Linked DNA regions of Gossypium hirsutum: all the other regions are linked to region 1. Evidence: chromatin contacts called from public Hi-C data. All regions are on one chromosome and are shown on one strand. The core of a region is the stretch at or near the end of the contact, and the rest is flanking DNA. Distances in the headings are between cores, read along the strand shown. Region 1 holds the start of LOC107950963 (protein LONGIFOLIA 1). Region 2 holds the start of LOC107951039 (transcription factor UNE12). Region 3 holds the start of LOC107902204 (2-methyl-6-phytyl-1,4-hydroquinone methyltransferase, chloroplastic).

Evidence for each region. A called contact is a pair of places that touch in the nucleus more often than the background predicts.
Region 2: a Hi-C map of leaf shows a contact between it and region 1, with 3 times the contacts expected there. The contact joins the promoter of LOC107951039 here to the promoter of LOC107950963 in region 1. A contact is called at or near these places in 3 of 34 Hi-C or Micro-C datasets (all in leaf).
Region 3: a contact with region 1 is called in a Hi-C map of leaf, with 3 times the contacts expected there. The contact joins the promoter of LOC107902204 here to the promoter of LOC107950963 in region 1. A contact is called at or near these places in 2 of 34 Hi-C or Micro-C datasets (both in leaf).

The regions. Positions count from the first base shown.
Region 1 is chrA08:10,918,866-10,921,642 of Gossypium_hirsutum_v2.1, reverse strand. LOC107950963 (protein LONGIFOLIA 1) reads left to right here and starts at 1,411. Exons shown (of 4, transcript XM_016885849.2): 1 at 1,411-1,736; 2 at 1,817-2,777. The coding sequence starts at 1,584.
Region 2 is chrA08:10,693,151-10,695,927 of Gossypium_hirsutum_v2.1, reverse strand. It overlaps LOC107951039 (transcription factor UNE12), which reads left to right and starts at 1,447. Exons shown (of 6, transcript XM_016885930.2): 1 at 1,447-2,075. The coding sequence starts at 1,722.
Region 3 is chrA08:11,123,625-11,126,401 of Gossypium_hirsutum_v2.1, reverse strand. LOC107902204 (2-methyl-6-phytyl-1,4-hydroquinone methyltransferase, chloroplastic) reads right to left here and starts at 1,360. Exons shown (of 3, transcript XM_016828445.2): 1 at 357-1,360; 2 at 1-190. The coding sequence starts at 919.

The DNA.
Region 1 (2,777 bases), core at 162-2,661:
CAATAACCAAGCTCTGGTACCAGTTTGTTGGGAAGAAACCGAACAACCGAAACAAAGCGAAAGCACAACCGGTGTTCTTTCTCTCCTTATAACTCCTGTAAAAATTATGGCAAGCACAATAGCACAAGATATGTTCTCTAGCAACCTTAATCAACCACAAATCAACTAATGCAACCACAACAAAAATAAATAGAGACACCGATATTTTTACGTGGAAAACCCCTCTAAATTAAGGGTAAAAACCACGGGACTTTAGAGTCCGATAAAGAGCTCCACTATCATCAAATGTTCAACTACAAGATCACAATATCAAGCCTACAACAAGCATTCAACTCCGACAAGGCTAACAACATGTAATCTTTAGCAAAAGAGAGAAAAATGAGAGAACATCACCAAAAACGTAGCTGCTGAAAAATGGGTATTTCCGACGCTACAAGACTCGGATGAAAAATCCGACCGTACAAAGTCAAGAACACCTTATCACCTAGCTGCTGTCCAAAAATCAGCTCAATCGAACCACGGATGGACCTTCGACCGAAGAGTTGATCACTGCTGCACCAAGCTTGAAAATCTGATTTTTTTCTATTCTCTTTCTCTCTATTTTTTCTTTAGCTCTCTGCAGAAAAATTTCTGCCCAACCCGTTAATAAGCCAAAAAATTGGCTTTTGACAAAAAACAAAAGAAAAAGGAAGGCAAAACATTTGTGCCAGAAAATATGGGTTTCCCACATAGTGGGACCCATACCCAACAATATTTTTATCTACGTTGTAAGTTAAATGTGTACATTACAGGTGTCATTACAATGTACGTTATCGTGATTCACGTTAATGGCTTCACCCTCTTATCCATATTCATTTGCTTTTAAATGATTCATATGCACCTTCAAAGGGAAATAATTATTTTATGGTTATTAGCATTTTTAAATCGTATCATCTCGGGGGCCAAAACTGGTTATAAGCATGACATAAAATGGAGGCAATACAGGTAGTGGTTAGTCGTTCAAAGGAATGACAGGTTAGGAGAAAGCATTGGCCAAGCTGCGGGGTCCAGTGACAGTGCCAACAAACTTTTTTGTTGGTAGAAGTTTAATGTTGGAGCAAATTTTCAGTTTATAATATTTTTGTTTTCTTGGTTTATAAGTTTTAGATTAAATAGTTTGTACTTTCAAAAACAAAAGAGTTAAATTAGATATTTTGAATATTTATATTTTGTCGTTACTTCTTATCATACACCCATTTAATATTGTATTTTATTTGAAAAATAAAAATTTTACGTCATCGAATTTATAGTAAAGGTCAAGTTGCGTACAAGTGACGAGAGATGCCATCTGTCCCCACACCACTGCTCTTTTTGTTCCTTAACGTGGTCCACCCTTTTAAAGACCATAAAAGCGGGAGAATGAAGTATGAATATAAAGGCTGCATTGTTGTGTTGCGGTTAAACTCAGCCACACAGTGACAGCAAGAAACTTGCAAAAGATGAAGAGAGAAATGGAAAAATAGTAATTCAAAGAAAATAAAGTTGAGTGAAAGAGAAGGGGGTATTATTGTTGAGTTCCAACAGAGATTTTTTTATTTTTTTGAATGATGGCGGGGATAGTGCAAGAGCAAAATATTGAGAAGAAAATAGATGAGAAACAAAAGGGTTGCATGGCTGGTTTTTTTCAGATCTTTGATTGTCACCACATTCTAGCCGGCAAACGCCTTTACACTGTTAAGCGCCTCCCTTCCACGACGGTTGGTTTCCTTTTTTCCCCCTATTTATGATGTGCATGTGGACTTCTACTGAAATGTAATTTTACTGTTTTTTTTCTCAGTCCAGAGAAATGACATCGGAGCAAGAGAAGAACGTTGAGTCACCACTACCAATATCTAAAATAATAGAGAAGCTGCCGTCACCGGAACCTTCCATTGCCATGGGGAGCCAGAACAAGTCACCTCGCTGCCGTCCAATTTTCGAATTCAACGAAGACGGCACAAGTTCTCCATGGAAATTCTCCAAAGAAGCTCCAAGGCTTTCTCTCGATAGCAGAGCCGTGGTCAATGCAACTGGAAGCCTTAAGCCACGAGAGGTCCCTACGAATACCGCCATTCTACCTTCCAACCAATGCGAAAGCAATAGAGAAGAAGACGGAGTGGATGGTATCGACAAACAACGACGTTCACCTAGCGTAGTCGCAAGGCTCATGGGGCTTGAGGCGCCGTTACGGGATTCAGATCCCGAACCGAATAAAAGAGCGGAGCTCCGGAGATCCGCGTCGGAAGCAAGAGGCAGAGATCTATTTCAGTATCGTTTTATAGATAGAATTAATTTCCATTTAAATGGGAGGATTTCGAGCAATGTGGTAACTAAAAATGGTGCCGAGCAAGATGAAGTAATAAGAAATGGAACAGAAGGCTCAAGCACTGTGAGACGTGAACCAGTTAAAACTCCGGTTCGAGGAACGGTTCAAACTAAACGTTGTTACAATTCAGTTGATTTCTTTCCAAAGACAAAGCAAACAGTTTCCATCAATGGAGAGATTGAGAAAGAGCTTAAGCTCCGAGGAATTAACGAGCCGTCGAAAGATCTCGAGAATCTTAAGCGAATCCTCGAAGCTTTGCAACTTAAAGGCCTTTTACATACTACGAAACCTCCAAACCAAAGGAATAAAAGGAGCTTTGTTTATGAACAATCTCCAATTGTTGTTATTAGACCGGAAAGATCATCACCAATCAGGAGAAGCAGCAACGATTCACCTCCTCCGGCTTACAGATCAAAAAATGGAGCTCGCCGGA
Region 2 (2,777 bases), core at 198-2,697, 230 kb after region 1:
CTGGGACACAGTCGTGTGTCCTTATTTCGAATGTTCACACGACCCGAGACACGGGCGTGTCTCTTGGCTGTGTGTGCTACACGGCCTGACGACACGAGTATGTGTACCTTGCACCTAGGAAAAATTTTGAAATTTCACGAAAAAAATTCTCTGAGTACCTGGATTAATCTCAACTTGTTTCTAATGAATGTTTTGGGTCTCAAGCGCTCATATAAGGGACTTTATGAATAATATCTGACATGGATGTTAAATAATTTGAAATGTCTGTTTTGATTTGTTTATTCCAGTAATGCTTCGTAACCCTGTTCTAACGACGAATATAAGTTAGGAGTGTTACAAATTATGGTTTAAAAATTAATTTAATTAAATTGAAATTATCTTTATAATTTTAATAATAAAAAATTATAAAAATTTAATGATTAATATTCTTATTAGTGTTTATAATATTTTTTGCTTTAATTTTTTTAGTTTCTAGAATAATATTTTAAAGAGATTGATTTATATGATAATTAATATGTTAGAAGCTGATTTAGGATCCAAGAAAAAAATAGATATTATTTTATTGATTATTTCAATTATTATTTTTTAAATGATGTATTTAAAAATATTTATATGCAAGGTAATTTATGAATAAATTTAATATTTGTACTCGACTTAAAAAAATTAAGAGTTTAATTTATTAATTGTTTTTAGTTAAAAAAATAGGAGAAGATTTGAGTTTCTATAGAGATAAAAATTAATTGTTTTTTTTTTCATGGCAGTTGACACTTTGATCGTTAGAGAATTCGACCGTAAGATAAAAAAGCGTAATATGTTTTCCCTTCTTTCTTCAAAACTACTCTATTCCAATAAATATGCTACAAATTGATTTAATTTGTTTGTTGAATTAATTTTTAAAACCAACATTTTTATCTAATTTAAAAGCCCATGATGGATACTATTTAAAGTTTAAAAAATAAATTGAACCCCTTTTTGGTGATACAATAAATTAACTTAGATTTATGATTGTTAACAAATAGTTCTACATTGGATAAAATTGTGCTAATATATAAAAAAATTAAAATTAAATTTCTTTTTATTTTTTCAAGAATTTCGTTCATAAAATTGTTTTAATTTTTAATATTTTATTTAAATTAATTTATTATCAATATTTAAAATATAAAATATTTTAAAGACTTTTTTTTATTTTAAAATCATCTTAGAATGGAAAAAAATTCAAAATTCAAACAAGAAATTATGATGATATTATACGTTTAATTAGAATTAATATAAAAATAACAGTAACAGTAAAATCAAAAAATAAACACGTCGCATCCTGTATTCAAACACACATAAAGTGCTTGATTTACTGTGTAAAAAACAAGAGAGAGAAAAAAGGGTTGCCACGTAATTTAGGTGAAACTCGAAGCCCTTTAACAAAAAGCGTTATGTTTTTAACCACGATTCAAAGAGAGGAAAAGAAAAATAATATAAAAGCATTCTCCTTTTTCCTTCCCTCTTTTTCTTTGTATATATTTGTCTTTTTCTGATTCTCTCTCAGAGCTGAAGAAAAAAAGAAGAGGAAAGCCAAAACTCCAAACTTTCTATTTTGCTTTTTTATTATATTTTTTTTTGGTTCAATTCAGTTTCGCCATTTCCTTTGCATGTAGATGCTCTTTGGTTAGTCCCTATCGCCGCTACTTGGACTCACTTTCCGCTGCTATCTTTTTTCCGGCTTTCTCATGGCTAATAACACCAACGAGGCCCCCGCCGCCGATGATTTCCTCGAGCAAATCCTCGGCCTCCCTAACTTTGCGCCCTCCGAAACGGGCTTAGCTGGATCCGACGCTGGATTGGCTGCAACCGCTGCTGGAGCTGGAGCTCCAATGTTTTTGCAGCTCAGCTCCGGTGATGGCGCCGCTCATATCGGTGGAATCGGCGGCGGTGGAGGCGGTGCGTTTCATGGGCAGGTTTTCCCCTTGGGCTTGAGCTTGGAGCAAGGGAAAGGCGGGTTTTTGAAACCCGAGGAAGCTTCCGGTAGTGGGAAGCGGTTTCGGAACGGGGTCGTTGATGACCGAGCTTCTTCTGTAAAAAATGTAAGAAAAATAATACTTTATCACTTAAAAAAAAACTTTTTCCCTCTAAAAGTTTTTTCCCTCTTTTTATATATGAATTTCCTTTCAGGAGCTTGACTTAGAAGCTAGGTTTTATGGTGCTGATAACTAAATATAATTATATTTAATTATTGTCAATTTTCTCCTCTGTAAATGGAGTATGTGCATTTGTCCTTTTTGGATTATTTTAAGTTTTAGATTGTCAAACTTGGGGTGACAGCATATTTGTCTGTTTGATCTTTTTTCATGTTACTATACCATGCCTGTTTCTGTCTGATAGCAGAGAAGACAAAGGAAAACATGACAGGGTTTGGTGGGAGTTACTATTGTGGGATGCCAAGTTTTGATATTTACAAAGGATACAGTACATCAATGTCTTAGAGTTGCTTAAGTCATTAACTAACTGGCAGAGTAAGATTATTCAATCATTGAAGACTATTCAACTGCTGATTTGCTGTAAACCTGAATCCAAAATTAAACAAGAGTTGTACTTCACAAGTTAATTTTTTTTTCAAGAATTGAAGGGCATGTATTTGGAACTTGAAAGCTAGGGTCATAGTAGTGAAATAAAAATCTAAAAAATCTTCTGTAAAATAACTAGTAGTTGATTCCTTGATTTGTAGTTAAGTAAACCGGTCTTTGTTTAATGGCCCCATCTACCAGGAGAAACTGGTTTAATGTCTA
Region 3 (2,777 bases), core at 111-2,610, 200 kb before region 1:
CTTAAATCCAGCCTTTTCAAACCACTCTATATATTCTTCCTCCTTAGGGAAAAGCATCCAAACGTCTGCAAAGAAACGAGACAACCAAAATGTAGGGTACACAGGACCAATTAAGCAAGCTTTTCCTCCTTGTTTCAACACCCTGTATGCTTCCTTGATCCCCCGTTGTGGGTCTGGCCAGTACTCTATGCTGAAAAACACACAATACCATATTCCCATTTCCCAGTTAGAGGCATTATCAAGCTACTATCTCCTCCCCTCTCTCAATTTCAAGACAAATCATACATGCAAACCATAAAGATACCAGTATTTAACATCTTATAGGAGATAGTCCTAAAAGGGGGTTGAAAATATACCTTCCAGCAGACACATATCTATCGGCATAATCAGTAGGAAAAGGAAGATCTTCTGCATCACCTTCAATTATGTTGCATTCCTTGAGAGGCTCCTTCTGTTTAGCCTTTGCAAGCTGGTGAGGAGATTGGTCAAGGATTGTAACATTCTTAGCATCCACATGCTGAACAATACCCAAAGTAGTGAAACCAGTTCCACCACCAACATCTACAACTACCATGTCCCTGTCATTGAGATCAGCCGGCTCAAGTGCATCATCCCTCATGTCTTCAGTCCAGTGACCTGGGTTTATGACATGGTCATAGACAATTGAGAGGAACCTGTAGAACCAAAAGGCCTCTTTTTTGTGTTGTATGAATCTTGGTTGTGAAGCTGGCCTTGACGCTGATAAGCTGCACCTCGGGGCTATCGTCGTTCCTACCCTGGACATCTTCGGACTGTAGATTAAACCCGCACTGGAAAACTGTTTCCCATGTAAACCTGACCCCAAAAAACCAATACTTTTTGGGGTAACACCTCGGATGAGAGTGAAGGTTTCAGCTCCATTCAGCATGGAAGAAGCCATGGATTAAGCAGCAAACCAAAAAAAAAAAACCCCACAAATTAAGAAGGTGCAATGTTTAGTTGAAAGTTGAAAGAAATGAGAAAATAAAAATATAAAGACAAAAACCCAGCACCCAAATCTGGTGGTTTGGTGGGTTCAGGGCGGTGGTTAGGCTAGGTGAACACTGAAGAGAGCCAGTAGCCCACAAAACATGGTACTTGGTCCAGCACCGCAGATCCAAGCCTAGGCAGTTAGCTACTTTTCTTTATGCAACTTTGGTGAGACTAGAGAGTCTCTAGAGCAGAGAAATCGAGTTAACGGGCACCACAGGATTGGGTTCTTTTTTGGCTTATTATTTTGATTGGTTTTTGTCCTATATTTAAGAAAGAATTTACTATTTGAAGTTTGATTGTGTTTTAGTAGGAGAAGTGAAAATCGCAGGGTGCAAACAAAGACAATGGGCTCTTTTTGCTGAATGGTGGATCCTTTACTCTCCTCTCTTAATTGCAAGGTGATGCGCATTCATTTCTGCCTACCCTCACGAGGCCCAATCACGACCAAGCATCGAGTTTTGTTTCGCAGCAGCAATCTTGATTTAATTATGATTTGGATTTTTTTACTACATTAAAATTGAAAAAAATTAATAATTAGATTTAAATTTTATTAATTATTAGGTTTCGTTAAATTGAGTGTAATTTGGCATTTTAATTACCCTTTTCAATTCATAGTTGACATATGAGAATGAGGGTAATTACAGTATAAATTTTCAAACCCACTTATAAAGTTGTTATATAATTATAATAAAATATATAATAACTTGATTCGAAATTCAATTCGAAATATTCATAGTTTAAATAACCCCAAACACTCGATTTGAGAGAAAAGACGGTACTAAAAAAGACTCTATCTTTATTATCTTCTTCTTCTTATCTTTTCTTAAACCAGAAAACAGAACACTCTTTCCTTCTTTCATATCTATTGACGATACATTGTATCAACAAAAATATTAAAGTTTAAGAAATTTGTATTTTAATTTTAAGAGATATATTCAATTAATAACAATTTTATATTTTAATTAAATTAGTTGTTGTAAGAGAAATTCACTTCATCATTTTAACAATAATAATTAATGGTGTTACTTCGAGAATTCACATTAATTTCAAATTAAAAGTAAAAGAGATTAAAACCATAATTAATATATGATGGTGCGGAATCCATGGACTTTAAATTCCTACCCGTAAAAAACATAATAAATTTTATAAATAGAAAAGTAGGGTCAAATCTGAAAGAGATTAGATCAACTAAAATTATTTAGTAACTAGAGCAATTGTGAGCACGACTTTTGCAATCTTGAAGAAAAATAAAAAAAAATGGGGTTTTAAATCTTGCAAAAATAATATAAAGAAAATTCGGAATGTAAATAACAGCAATTCGAAATATTCAAGAGTAAACATATATGACGAGATTTCCAATCTAAGGTGCGATGTCAATTTCGGTGTCAAATTGATCACGAATTTTAGATGTTTTCTTACTTAAACCATCAATCTTTCTTGAGTTTATAAATTAATTGCGAGAATAACTATACAATCAACCCTTTTAAGTCAAACAACCTTAAGAAACACTTATAATATTTAATTTTTTAATAGCCTTACAAATTAGAAAGATCGAACTATAATTAACAAATTCAACAACATGATTCATTTAAATTAGATTACACATTTTCATAGCATAATCCAATTGTTCTTTAAATCAAACTACGCTAATATGTTTCGGTTATTGGAATAAAGAGACAATTACTGACCAATTTACTCTAATTAACTATGTATAATTCATTTTTGTACAAATAATGTATCTCTATGTCTGTTTTACGGTCGTGAAG